Regions from separate parts of the Mus musculus genome. Here region 1 is linked to region 2. A link is a contact called in public promoter capture Hi-C data. All regions are on one chromosome and are shown on one strand. The core of a region is the stretch at or near the end of the contact, and the rest is flanking DNA. Distances in the headings are between cores, read along the strand shown. Region 1 overlaps Gm36617 (a long non-coding RNA gene). Region 2 overlaps Mtss1 (MTSS I-BAR domain containing 1).

Region 1 (6,741 bases), core at 318-2,817, 270 kb after region 2:
AGCACCCTAAATCTGCCCTCAGCTTAGTTGTGTTTCTGATCTTCCACCTGCTATCCCAGGCCCAGTCGGAGAAGTGGCCAATGGCCACCCCACCCTAGACCTCACATGGCTGGTGACTCTTTCTCCCTCCAAAGCCTGGTGAGTCCTTTCTTCTCTCCTGAGTCTGCTAGCCTGCCTGCGGGAACCTGAAAGTCACACCTATTCCACCCAACCATTAGCCGCTAGCGTCTTTATTGATCGATCAAGAACCAACTGGGGAGCAGAACCTTCAGTGTTCCCAGGCAGATTCAAAGCATCAGAAACACACCCTACATATTGGAAGAAAGTATTTCCTATTTTGTTTTCTTATAGGTTGTCTAAATGTTATTAAGTTGGTATAGCCTCTGATATGATCAATGCCACATCAGGTAATAGATACAATGTCCGGCTTTTTTTTCTCTCTTGCTTTGGACTGCTACAAGACCAGTCAAGATACCAACATTCTAAGGTGCTTGCTGCTCACCACCTCAAGACTTATGTGTCCCTGAAGCTGAAAGCTGGCCTGAGTGTCTTGGCTCACAGACTTAGAAACCTGAAACCATTATGTCAAGCCAGGGTGGCTTGCACCTGAGGGCTGTGTACCTCTTCAATTTGTTTGGTAGAATTCAGTTCCTTGCAGTCGTAGAACTGAGGGCCTCAGCACCCAGAGGTGGGTTGATTTCCTCAAGATCAACAGAGGGTATATCACCTGCTCTAAATTCCTGTGTCACCTTTGGTTGGCTCCTCTCACTGGTCCACCCTCTCCCAGGATAATCCTTTTTCCTGATCTCACAGTCTTTTTATTTGGGCTTTGCATACGATTCCTTCAGCTTTGCCCCATACACAAGGAATGATCATTTTAGAATTCTGAATTTATGGTGGTTTCTAGTTTCCATTCATGGCCTCCTACTCCATCTTAGGGCTGCATCCCAAGATGCCCATCTCCTTTGTAAAGCTGTGAGACACTGCTCACTAGGAGAAGCGGAACTTGATAATGCCAACTTCTGTAAATTCCTGGCTGATAGATCTTGGTGTGTGTATATGTGCACGCACGCACACACACACACAAACACACACACACATGCATGGCCTTCTGTGAGTTCCTCAAGAGTAACTGTGAGTTACTCAAGAGAGAGGTCAGTAGCTTGTTCTCAGTTTGATTTTTATTGCCTGGCATACAGCTCTATTCATAGCAGCCTCTTAACGAGATGGGTAAATGGAAGGAAGGAAGGAAGGAAGGAAGGAAGAAAGGACATTCATTCAACTTTGCTTAACTTCCTCCATGTACTCAGAATTAAATAGCTTTTCTTTAATTAGCAATTTTTTTTGAGCAGTCAGCTAGTTGGTCGATTTCATTGATTTGTTAGTTAAAATCCAAAGCTGCCACCTCTCCCTAACCCCACCCCCTTCACCTTCGTAAGACCATCTGGTTTAATGGAAAGGAAAGGAAAACTTGAGGAAATTAAGTAAATGACGTCAGGGCCTGAGCGGAAGCAGATATGCTAGGGGCTGTTCTTGTCAGCTTGTAACCAGAGAGACATAAATACACATTAGGGGAGAGGAAATTCAAAACAGATCAGGGAAGGAGAGCATGGCTGAGGCATTGAAAAACAGTAAACTCAGAACCTGCGGGGGGGGGGGGGGGGCGAGGCGGCAGCAGGCTGTGACCCTAATGAGTCAGGTCTCATTGGCTGTTATTGTTTGAATGACGTGAATTGTCATAAGTCCCACCCATTCTTGGTAGCACAATTGACTTTTTGAGGGGTGAGGTTTAGGGTTAGAGTGCCTTCTTTTGCTATTTGTCATCTTAATCTTTTGAGAGGAGTCGCTTTTCTTCTAAGTGAGCCCGTCTCCACTCCAATGTCCCGGTTTTTGTGCTAAAAAATTCTCAAGACATTTAAGAAACAAAATATCTGATTCTTGCTTTTCTCTAAGACTGCCATGGCCACTTAAATTGACCAAAAAGGTATGGCTTTCCTCTTAAAGACAAAGTTAGCACACAGATGGTTATTTTGAGTTCAGGAAAGTGACTTCCTTTGCCCATGACAACTTATAGACATACACCTCAAAGTCCCTTTAACTGATCTCGGAGGCAAGGCAGGTCTGTAAGCTGTGCTTCAAGAAACTCCAAGGATTCTGAGACTAGCTAGCATTTTACAAAGGACAATTACAAATTTCTCCTGGGATTCCCAGCAGTGGCTATTTAATTCCAAACCAGAGAGACAGGCTATATGACTGAAGGCAAAAGCCCAGAGCCTGGCTGCCACACTGCTCCCAAGAATATAAAACACAGGAAGAGGAGATTGAAAGGTAGCTTGAACATCAGGACTAATCTTCATACTGATCTTTCTTTCATCTTTTGGCATTTAACTCAGTCTGGCCTCGAACCCCTAATCCTCCTACTTCTGCCTTCCAAGAGCTGGGATTACAAGCATGCACCACTACACCCTAGACCCGTACAATTCCCCCAGCTTTGTGCAGCTGCCAGGTACCTCAACATGTTCCAACTGCTTTGTTGTCTGTTCCCATCTGGAGACCACCAACTGCTTCCTGCTCTTAATGAACTCCCAGGGAGAGAGGTGGCCACTTACCTTTTTCTTGCTGTGCTTGGACTGGGCATGCAGTCCCTGCTTCCCGAACAAGGCCCTTGCCTCCATGTAATATGCTTTTAGACAGGAGAAAGGCTTGCGTATTTTAGACTTCTTGGAAGTTTACTAGACCACACGAGTACTTGGGCTCCATTTCCCTGAATTATTGGGCCCATTGTCACAGTACGGGACTAGCCACAGAGTGGGCAGTGAGGTTAGGAGGATGTCCGTCCTCAGCCAGCTTCCGGTGCTAAAGAAAGGCCTTTCTAGGATGAGGCCACCATTGACACCCGAGTTCTAGTACTCGGCAGGACTTAATTGAAGGAATAAGCAGGGGCCTCGTGATAAATGAGATAAAATGTGGTCCCTGCCTGAAGGCGGCACAGTCTCCTCTTGTCAGGTCGCCAAACCCAAACCTGCTGTGCGCCGTCTTTGGCTGCTAGGCCAAAGGTTTGCGATACCCTGTCTAAGTAGCTTTCTGAACAGACCCACTGTGCCCCTTTCCCTCCATGTGACCTTAGATGGTGCTTGGATCTATCCCCCAAGGCCAGCTTTGCCTACTTGTGACTTCGGACAACTCTTTTGCCCTCTCTGAGCCTCAGATGAAGCCTTCATTTGTAAAATGGAGATAATGTCCACACAAGGACCTCGGTGTGTGAGGCTTGGGTGAGATTCCGTATTATGCGCATTTGCTTCTCTAGCACACACGAAGAGGTGGGGGCAGACCCCCTAAGCTGCCTGTGTGATCAAGGCCACAGTAAATGTAGCCTGGGCACCTAACCTGGGCACGGTAAATGTCAGAAAGCTCTGGGCGTCAGTTTGCACATGTGATTCCCCTTCTCCTAGCCCACCCCTGAATTTCTCTCATTTCAAAGCCTAGCAGCTTCCCCGGTTCCGAATCCCATATCTGCTCGTGGGACTTAACACATCCAGCTTCTCAGGTTTAGACAAAGATTCTCAGTTGTCCTGCGACCTCTTATAGCTCTTGGCCCACCTCTCTCAAGAGGCATCTAGACTTCACTTACTACCCCATACCTCAGTTCCCAGTGGGCTTAGGGCGCTGCACTCTCCAGTGGAGTTGAGGACTGTCAACATAAAGCCCACTAGAATCTGGTGGGAGGTGGGGACTCTGCCCATGGCGGCCTTGATGAAGTCTAATCAGAGGTCAAGATTCTTAGATGCTCTTTTTAAAAAAAACTATAATGTTCCCCTAAGTCCCATCTGACCAGGCTCAGTACATGTATTCCCTTCTCAAAGGAGCCATATAGATTCAGAGTTATAAGCTAAGGCACCCCTCCCCTCGTTATCTCAGGAAATATTCCATTTATTATCATTTCTACTTGTGTGCTTAATGGTTTGTTCACTGTTTTTTTTTCCCCCTTATTTTTATTAGGCTGTGTATAAGAGATGTTCCAAAAGAAGTGACGAGGTAGGGGGTGGGTTCTGCATCCCTTTCATTTTAGGGCTGGAGTCAAAAGTTGCTCATGTAGGGAGAGACATTTTCTTCAGTGGTGTAGCCATTAGTAAGTTGCTCATGTTCTTGTAAATAACCCCTCATTAACATTCCTTGTTGTAACCCTAATTAAACACATTGTTTCATTAAAGAAAAAAAAAGTCTCACTATCTTCTCAGTCACATGACCAAATGCAACTAGTTATATGGTACTCTGGAAAATGTGTGCTTTTCTTCTGGGCATTTATGCAGCCAACTAAAAATTAGAGCTTTCACCGTGATGGGTGGTGATGGATTCTGAGGACCAACTAATGGATTCCGTTTGAGTGTAAGTAACATTGTTGAGCCTTCAAGCATTCAAACATTAGTATGAGTGTTTGGTCTGCGGCGATGTGGTGGTGGCTTAGAGTAGATGGTTGGGTGAAGCTTTAGAGAAGTGGGGGTAGGTGTGATGTGTGAGTTGGAGGTAGATCAACAGATAACCACACAAGCACCTGTGATTGACCAGCGAGGCATGCCCCAGTCACACCAGCGGGAGCTTTCTTCCTATCTTCTTTACCCTTCTCAGGCATTTATTTCTTAACCACCCAGCTAAGTCCTAACCCACTCAGGTTGGAAATCAATGTAGGCAAATCCGATTTGCACCTGTTCCATAATACCATTTAACCAGCTGAAGACACCTGAGTGGCACTCTTCTCTGTAAGCAGGCAGTGGGCTGAGAATGCATGGGCCGGGCATAGTTCCTGAAGGAGTCATAAACTGTAGCTCTTCCACTGCTGGGTCCTTTCCTTTGCCAGACAGACCTGTTATCCATCTCTGTTTGGTAGGAGAAGATGCAAATCAGGTTATCTGGAAAAGAATCATGGTTTCTAAGAGACAGACAGCTGTCACCTGCCAACCTTCTACTCATTAATTCCACTAATTTTGGTGGCGCCCTCTCTTCACTACCTTTTCCCCAGGAAACATGCTCTTCTTCCTGGATTAGACAGGCTATGTGGTCGTGGCTTATCTTCAGAAGCCCAGTGCAAATGTCACCTCTTCTCTGAGACATTTCTGAGCCTCCACCCTCAAAGGCTGGAAGAAAGGCCCCTTCTTTTTCCATCCCCGTGCTTCCTGCTCCTGCTTCTGCTACAGCTTGTCAGGCAGCAAGGAGGAGGTTGCCCTGTCCAGCCCAGCCCAGCCCCTCAGTCCCAGGATGTGCCATGCAGGTTTTCTGAAAAAAAAAAAAATCCATGAGGAGTTATCCATCATTGTTTGGTAGGAGAATATGCAAAGATCCATGAGGAGTTAGGGGGTTGCTGAGGCCAGCCAGCTCCCTGGGTGCTGACTATACACGGCTTCTACTCTACATTTTACATCAGTTAGGAACCCCACACTGGGTCTCACATATCCTATTGCCATTTCCCCTTCAGGGTATCTGATCCCTAAAGACTTTTTTATGTTTTCAGAAGAGGAGAGTGAAGGTTTACTCTATCTCATGGTTTCTAAACCCCGTACCTCTTTGAGGAGAGGATTTTGACAAGGTGCTCAAGACCCTTTCCTCTAATTTGTCTGCATCATTGTCCTTTCACCAAGGCACAGAGGCAACAAGGCTCAGTTATAGAGGAGGAAGGGGCCGCAAGGCAGCAAGAGGACTGAATGGGTGCTTGGGAGGAAACATCACATCCCACAGTCCTGTAGTCCTTTCTCCGTGCTTGCCTTTCTTCTTAGTCTGAGAGTTCCTACACAGGCTCAAACTGCATAACAACTTCCACTTTCAATGCCACAGTTCGGGGGATGCTTATTCAGTGAATGGACCTAAATGTAGACAAACTACTTAGCTACATGTGTAAGAACCTCACAGAATTATCTCCATGAATATTTTTTTAACACAAAGACATTTAAAACTTCTACTAACAAGTGTTTGCAACTCTTGACTTTTTTTGAAATAAAGTTCTCTAAAGACCTCAACTTGACCACATGTAAAAATAATGTAAAAAAATAAATAAATGAATAAAAAATGTAAAAGAAAATCTTTAAAAAGTGTATTAAGAAAATCAGGCATTAAATATACAAATATGTTTGTTGTATCAAAAGAGATGTGTCTAGGCAAAAATAATGAAAATCCCAAGCTGTCTAGATAGCATAGATGGTTCTGGCTTATCAGGCCAATTTTCAAATTCTCAGCTGGTGGGTCAGCTGCTTGTATCTCTTGGACATCTTTTGGGTTGGGCTGCTCTGGGCATCTAGGTTGTTAATCAAAGTGAGGCTGACTGTGAGGTGGCAGCTCACCTTGAGTCTCCTTTTGGTTTCATTATTCTCTCAGCTGGCCTCCTCTCTAACCAGGAGGACCTGTGCAGAATCCTAGTCTATACCTTCATGCATATCCTGTCCCTTTGTGCCTATAATCTCTTGTGCCCTTGCTGTTAGACCATCTCGCCCTTCTGTCTAGCCCAGGAGAGTTGGAAAGCTGTAGTCAACACCCAGACAGTCTCCACATGCAACAAGAGGAAAATGTTTGCCTGCAGTCAGTTACTTTGGGGCCAGACCTTGGGGTGTATTCTTGAGTGCATTCTCATTTTTTCCCCTGTCTTCACTGTTGTGGTAAAACATGTAACTAGTAATTGCATGGTGGGCCCAAATGATGCAGATGCCTTACTTAAGCAATGGTTATGGTGGGTCCACAGCATACTCCATGCCTCGA
Region 2 (6,744 bases), core at 4,234-6,733:
AGCTTTTCCCTGTCTGCCGACACCAAGAAAATATGCCATTGGGGATTGTTTTAATTAAAAAAAAAAAATCACACTATATCCATTAGAATTTGGGAAAGATCATCTTGCCAGTGTTACCTGCTTCCCCAAAGCACTGGGGATCCTGAGATGCATTTACTGTCGGCATAGACAAGCCAGGGCAAGAAGACGAGTTTGCCTAGAGCCCAATTCCATCCACGTCACTTTCACGTCCAAGCACACGCACATGGGCAGGGGAGATGCCTCAGTGGATAAAGCGCTTGCCGTGTACGCATTAGGACCTGAGTTTTGATCCGCAGCACCCACAAGAAGTAAAAAGCCAGGTGTGTCCCTGAGCACCAGTAACCCAGGGCGCCTGGGAGGAGTCAGTGGCTCCCTGGCGCTCACTGATGACCAGCCTGGCTGAAACCACAAACTCTGCTACAGTGAAAAGAGAGATGACTCAGCGGTTAAGAGCACCGACTGCTCTTCTGAAGGTCCTGAGTTCAAATCCCAGCAACCACATGATGGCTCACAACCATCTGTAATGAGATCTGATGCCCTCTTCTGGTGTGTCTGAAGACAGCTACAGGGTACTTATATATAATAAATAAATAAATCTTTAAAAGAAAGAAAAAAGAAAAGAAAAAAGAACCTTTCTCCAAAATAGGTGGACAACTATTGAGGAAGATGACTGGCATTGACTCTAGCATTCTTGAGTGTACCCACGGGCATGGGTGTGCACACGCATATGCGCACACACACATACACACACTCACGAGTATGCCTGTAATTCCTCTTGGTGGAACAGGAAGCCCATGCAGGGAGCGCTCTTCTTCTGGTGGCTTTCTGTTTCTCCCACCTTCCCTGACTCTCTGAATGGCTTCCTCCCTCTCTGGCTCCCCTCCCCACTGCCCAGCATTTACTGCAATGAGACAGGGTCCCCTTCAAACGGCACCTTGTTTTCTAATTCCTGAACCTACGTGTACTCGCCTGCACCATCATGGAACTCTGGCTTCTCTGTGCCCTCACCCCATGCACCTCCCTGCAATGTCCACGTCCCCAAGGACAGTGCTGGTGCCCTGGTCTCTTCCACACACCCTGACATGCAGGGGACGGGTAGCATACATGACCACTGATGGTGAAGTAAAGGAGGTTCCGTCTCCCCATGCCTGAAAAGGTTGGCATTTGGATCCCTTGTGGCCTGTCCAGACAAGAGGCCACCTCACAGATACACAGAGACTGACAAAGGACCTAAATGTGTCCTCAGGCCCACGCTGTCTCTGTTTCGTTGGGAACATTAAGAAAATCAGGAGCCGATCTAGGTTTCTCTGCATGCGCTTGGGATGGACAGAAGTGTATGAGTACTGAGTGTCCATCAAGGGATTCTGTCTTACTGTAGAAAGCGCAGGTCAAGTAGAAGCCTTCGCTGCTTTCTCTCTGTGACGGGGCTCAGAAAAAAAAGAAATCGCTCCTGAACAAGCTCGGCATATCGCTTTCATGTCCCCTTCGCAGTTAGCATTGCTGTGTATTTACTGAACTAATTAAATGTAAACTATCGATTCTTTCTCCACGTGTAGATAACAAATGAAACCATGGCTGAGCACATGTGGTGAACCTCAGAAGAGGGCAAGCAACATGGCGGCTCACAACTGTAACTCCTCAGTGCATACAGCCTTTGCTATTTTACAACGTTCTTTCGTCAAAATGCTCCACGGAAGCTCGCTGAAGTTCTCCAGGAACGTGGCTCCTCGCACGAGGGAACGCGTGTCCCCTAGAGACTCTCATCAACTGAGCATCCAAAGTCAAGGTGGAATAAGGCAGTCGTGACTGCCAGGCCTGTGGCACCTGCCCCAGCAACACTCACAGCCACCGTGCTCCAGGGCCCATGCTGTACCTTTTGCGTGGTCCTTGTCCAGCTGGTTGGCCACTTTCTTCCATTCCTCCATTTGTTCTTGCAGTGGGTTTATCAGGCAATCGATCAAAGCACTTTTGCCAAAAGATAAAGAACAGGAGAGATTAAACAGGTCCTTTCTGTTCTCCAGATACACACTCCACCAATTCTAGCACTTCAGGGATGAAACAGAAGGGTTTGCAGTTCAAGGCCAGCCTGGATCACCCGGCAAGACGTCCCAAAGGATTTACACTTAGCGGTCAAGACATACTTAAACCATTTCCTTGAAGGAAGTAATGGTAGCACAAGGAACCGCCACTGACTCAGAAGTGCCAGCCTCAGAATGAATGGCCTGGGTCTCGGGATACTTTTAATGACTAGTAGAGAGCTATAAATATAAGCTGGCTGTATATACCATTAATCCTAGAAACTGGGAAAACACAGGCAGATGGATCTCTGTGAAGTCCAGGCCAACCTGGTCCACACAGTGAGTTCCAGGCCAGCCAGAGATTATCTACTGAGACCCTGTCTCAAATTTAAAAATTAAATTAAATTAAATATAAAAACCACCACTCAGAAACGACATAAGCGTGCCAAGCTAGAGTGGCCTCTCCCCTTATCTACTCTGCTGTCTTCCAGCCCACATTAAAAGCCAGGTTACAGGAAGCTGGGGTCGCCCCTCAGGCCGCGAAATGGAAACCATCGAAATGGAAACCATCAAGAGACAGAGACATAGGAGCTTAACTTTTGCCTTCTAAAATTCAGGGAGTAGGGAAAACATTAATATCTCTTTTAAAGACTCCAGGGTGCTGCTGGGCACTCTGGACCTGAAGTTATAAAGATGAAGTAACTGTGCAACCTGGACACAGAGAAAGATGGAAGAGACCAGGAACAGCCTCAAGCTGCAAGTGCCAGCTTCTAACTGATGGCAGGGAGGAGTTATCTGGGTGCGCCTGTGTACGCTGTGCAGCCCTTCCAAGAGAGAATGGCGGAACAATTATGCTGATCTGCTTGGGACACGAGGGCCATCTGACTCCAAGTCACGGAGCCAGCTCTTGCCATTCCGCTGTATTCTGGGGGCCTAAAAACTGGAAGAGGGCTCTGAGGTACCACTCCCTCTTGGGGGCTCTGTAATTAGCCTGGGGGACAGGGCAGTGGGGAAAGCGGATCTCATTCCTTCCAGAGGCTTCTGTGAGAAGGGAGCCTCAGCAGTGTGTAAATCTCCATGACTGGTGGGCAGTAAGGAGACCCGGGAGGGGCATGTGAAAAATCTGAAGGCAAGGGCAGGCTCCCGAGGGCAGGGGCTGGACTAATAAATAGTTCTTCACTGAGACCCAGTACTGGAGCCATCCCTAGCACACAGCAGCTGACTGAACAGCAGGGGAAAGAATGGGTTGTAAGGGCTTAAACACTACTGGGAGACTGGTGCTGTAAAGGGGAGCATGCCACATCACCGCGTCCCTAACCTAACCCTCTGGGACAGGGCAGGGGATGCTCGTCACCTGGAGAACTGCCTCAGCTTGGCCTCGATGCTCCGGTGCCGCATGCACATTCTGGTGAGAGCTGAGCCGATCTCCCGGGTACCACCTGGCAAAGCAAAGGAGGCCCAGATCAGCAGGAGTCCCAAACCAAGCACACTCACGTGACGCCACCAACCTAAGATGCTGCCTTCAGAACTTCCCATTGCACATGTGTGCATATGCAAACACACGAGTCCAAGACCAAGCACACTCACGTGACGTCGCCAACCTGAGATGCTGCCTTCAGAACTTCCCATTGCACATGTGTGCATATGCAAACACACGATGTCACGTGGTGTGTGTACTACAGTCCTATGTAATGTTTCCTATTCTGAGAGTCCCCGTTCATTTTGTACTTTTGGTTGTGAGTCAGAAATCAAGGCCAGTGACCTGAATTCAACACATGGTGGAGGAAAAGGACTCCTGGAGATTTTGTCTAACGCACACATGCACGCACACACTCACAATTATTGTTCATGAAAGATGACCAAAAATCCCTGACCCCATCCCACCCCATCTGCCCAAACGACCCTCAAAGCTGTTTTGGAAGAGCTAAGGACCACTGTGGTTCATTATTTCAGGGTCCGTGCAATTCTAGGGTAATATAAAGTCATGGTATATTTTCTCATTGGACACTGGTGACCTAGATCTTAGAGTTCCACACGTGTGGGAGGGAGCTAAGGCATGTTTTGATTTTCCCAAGATTCTCTGCATGCCTTCCCTTCGGGCGCACCGCACCCTTCCCCAGATTAGTTTTTAAGGCCTTCTGTCCCTCCCCACTTCTGGAAAAATTCTTGAATCAGAATCTATTGGGATGTGTGGAGAATGGATTGTAACCTCAGATCAGAATTGCATAAGGACCCTGGAAGGCACAGTCAATGATGTTAGGAAAACACACATGCAAAGCTTGTGAAACTGGGTAAGTGTCAAATAAAACACTATTCTCTGGGCAGCAAGAGAAAGCCACAGGAACTTAAGACACAATTAACCAAATCACCAGGGAGGGGAAACCACTCTTATGAAAATCCATGACATTATATGTGTACACCCATGACATGACACATGCTACATGTTGTTCTATCTTCTCTACAGAAATGTTTGTCTGTTGGTTCAGCCCCCCTCGGTTTCCATTTTATTCTGCAAGCTCTGAGCTCATGACAAGCAAATGACGGTAAAGTAGTGACTACTAAGTAGTAATAGTTCGGCTGAGCACGGCGGCACAAGTCATTCACTCAAAGAGCCCGGGAGGCAGAGGCAAGGGGTTCAAAGCCACCACAGCCACTGTGAGTTCAAAGCCAGCTGGGGCTAACCAAATCTGAATGAATGAATGAATGAATGAATGGGTAGCATTTCCACTTTGGAGGCAGAGGGCAGCAGATCCTGTGAGCTGCAGGCCAGCCTGGTCTACACAGCAAGCTCTGGACTTGCCAGGAAGACATAGTGAGACACTGTTCACACACACACACACACACACACACACACACGAGGCTACATTTTCAGGGAGCTCACCCAGTCCATTCAGTCAACAACATGTAGGTCTGGGCCCACACAGAGTCAGTAGCAGGACCCCCATCCAATACTCAGACTTGAGTACTGAAAATTACCTCCAGATTTTCCCAGAAGAATAAAAGTTACACTTCCCTGCTAACCGTTGCTGTAAAAGCTGCAGCAAAAAACCCAAATGTGAACCCAAGGCTGGTCTGACATCTAACTAGTGCCTTGGGTTGCTGAGGATGGAGGCCGGTCAGGAAAGTGCTTGCCTAGCATGTTATGACACATTTGGGCGCCATGAAACGACCATAGTAGCACACACCTATACTCCTCACACTCAAGAGATAGATGCTAGAGAGTCAAAAATTCAGTCTTCTTCAACTATATAGCAAGTTCAAGTCCAGTGTCAGATACATTCAACCCGTCACCCATCCCCACTCCACCCTACCGCACCCCCGGGGAAAAAAAAAAAACAGACAAAAATACAAACAAACAAACAAAACCACCTGGCATTCTACAAAGTGTTTGTGCCTTCCCAGGGATTACCACGAGAGGGCGCTATTCTCACATACTCCAGCTGTCTTCCTATCTGCCTGTTTTTAGCGTGTTTTTTTTTTTTTTTTTTTTATTCCTTGTGAACAAAGGTGAGGAATGAGGACCGCTTTATCCCCCAGGAAAAGATCTCTTTTCCCTGCTCCTTCATTTGATTAAAAGTTAATAACGTGACTACACAGGATATTGGCCCGCTTATTCCCCGCTGCAAGGAAGGCAGACTAAGGCTTTCCTGGGGGGAAATCAGCAGCTATCAAGAAAGGCCCTAAAAATAGCATCCTCTCCTGGACCCAGCAACTCATATACTAAGAACTTAATCTGAGGAAATAATGAAGAAAAACGGCGAATCCTTACCTGGGAGGACAATGATGGAAATGTTTACCACCTCACAAATCCCATTATAATCATCTAGTTAAATGAACCGTGGGGCACAGACACCCAACCGAATAGGATACAGCTATTTAAAAATAGAATTATGTGTCACTTGGGTGCTGCTTAGAGCGTCTAAGTACTTTTCACATATTAAATCAGTCAGTCCTCACAATATTCTCAGTTGTGTTGACAACACTGCGGTGCCCATTTCGGAGACGGGAGAAGTAAGTACTTTAAACAACCTGCCCAAGGTTACAGGATTAGTTAATGCCACTGAAGCAGGAGGAATCGTCCGGGTATGTGCATTCAGCTGTAGTCAGCTATGTGATACTTCAGATAGTCGACAACTAAAAAGACGGCAGGGCCCAGAGGACGCCCGAAGTCCTCATCTAACAGCTACTGTAGGGGGTGGTGTTTGTTCAGCCGGCTCTGAGAGTTTGGTTCTTGAGTCTAGAAGTCTACGAGGTGCTAAATGGGAGTGCAGAGAGCCAGGTGGTGTGACTCTCTTCCTCAGGGCCAACCGCCACTGCCACTTCCGTGTCCTTGAGGAGAGATGAGGGGTTGGAAAGGACCGTGCTGACAGCCAGGCCCTGCGCTCCATTTTTCCATCTTTTCTGTCCTACTATTTCAGTGCCTAACAGAAGCAATCAAGCTATGGGCCGATTCCATGCAGTTTCTGAACGTAACGCCTGTGCCCACCACTGTGCCTCAGCACAGGGAGCCACAGAGAGGCCAGGAAATGAAAAGACATTAAGAAAACTTCCTACCAGCAGTATCTGTGTAACTGGCACAGGGGCAGGAGGCAGAGGACATTCCCTATGGACCCCATAACCCAGTGTTGCTGATACTGGCATGTGTGGGTCACCCTAAAAACAGACCTTTCTGTTAAGTGCTTAGCAACAGCTGATGCTTTCCTGA

What was found. Capture Hi-C pulls out chosen DNA fragments and counts their contacts.
Region 1: a promoter capture Hi-C map of adipose tissue shows a contact between it and region 2. The contact joins two enhancer-like sites. A contact is called at or near these places in 3 of 15 datasets of contacts at CTCF or cohesin (the NIH/3T3 cell line and large pre-B cells), 3 of 484 Hi-C or Micro-C datasets (the 3T3-L1 cell line, bone marrow-derived macrophages and hematopoietic stem and progenitor cells), 8 of 115 datasets of contacts at active chromatin or transcription factors (cardiomyocytes, double positive thymocytes, embryonic basal ganglia and 5 more) and 4 of 9 other capture datasets (adipose tissue, embryonic stem cells, liver and 1 more).

The regions. Positions count from the first base shown.
Region 1 is chr15:59,247,509-59,254,249 of GRCm38.p6, forward strand. The region is part of intron 1 of Gm36617 (a long non-coding RNA gene); the gene reads left to right. Among named protein-coding and RNA genes, the nearest start is that of Gm36617, 4.7 kb to the left of the region's middle. Within about 2 kb of position 1,568, at least 22 of the 459 cell types and tissues checked have an H3K27ac peak or open chromatin away from gene starts, as enhancers often do. A contact at or near this core is called in adipose tissue and hematopoietic stem and progenitor cells, where this site is marked.
Region 2 is chr15:58,969,083-58,975,826 of GRCm38.p6, forward strand. Mtss1 (MTSS I-BAR domain containing 1) reads right to left here. Exons shown (of 15, transcript NM_144800.2): 4 at 3,394-3,478; 5 at 1,895-1,986. Among named protein-coding and RNA genes, the nearest start is that of Gm41330, 22 kb to the right of the region's middle. Within about 2 kb of position 5,484, at least 91 of the 459 cell types and tissues checked have an H3K27ac peak or open chromatin away from gene starts, as enhancers often do. A contact at or near this core is called in adipose tissue and hematopoietic stem and progenitor cells, where this site is marked.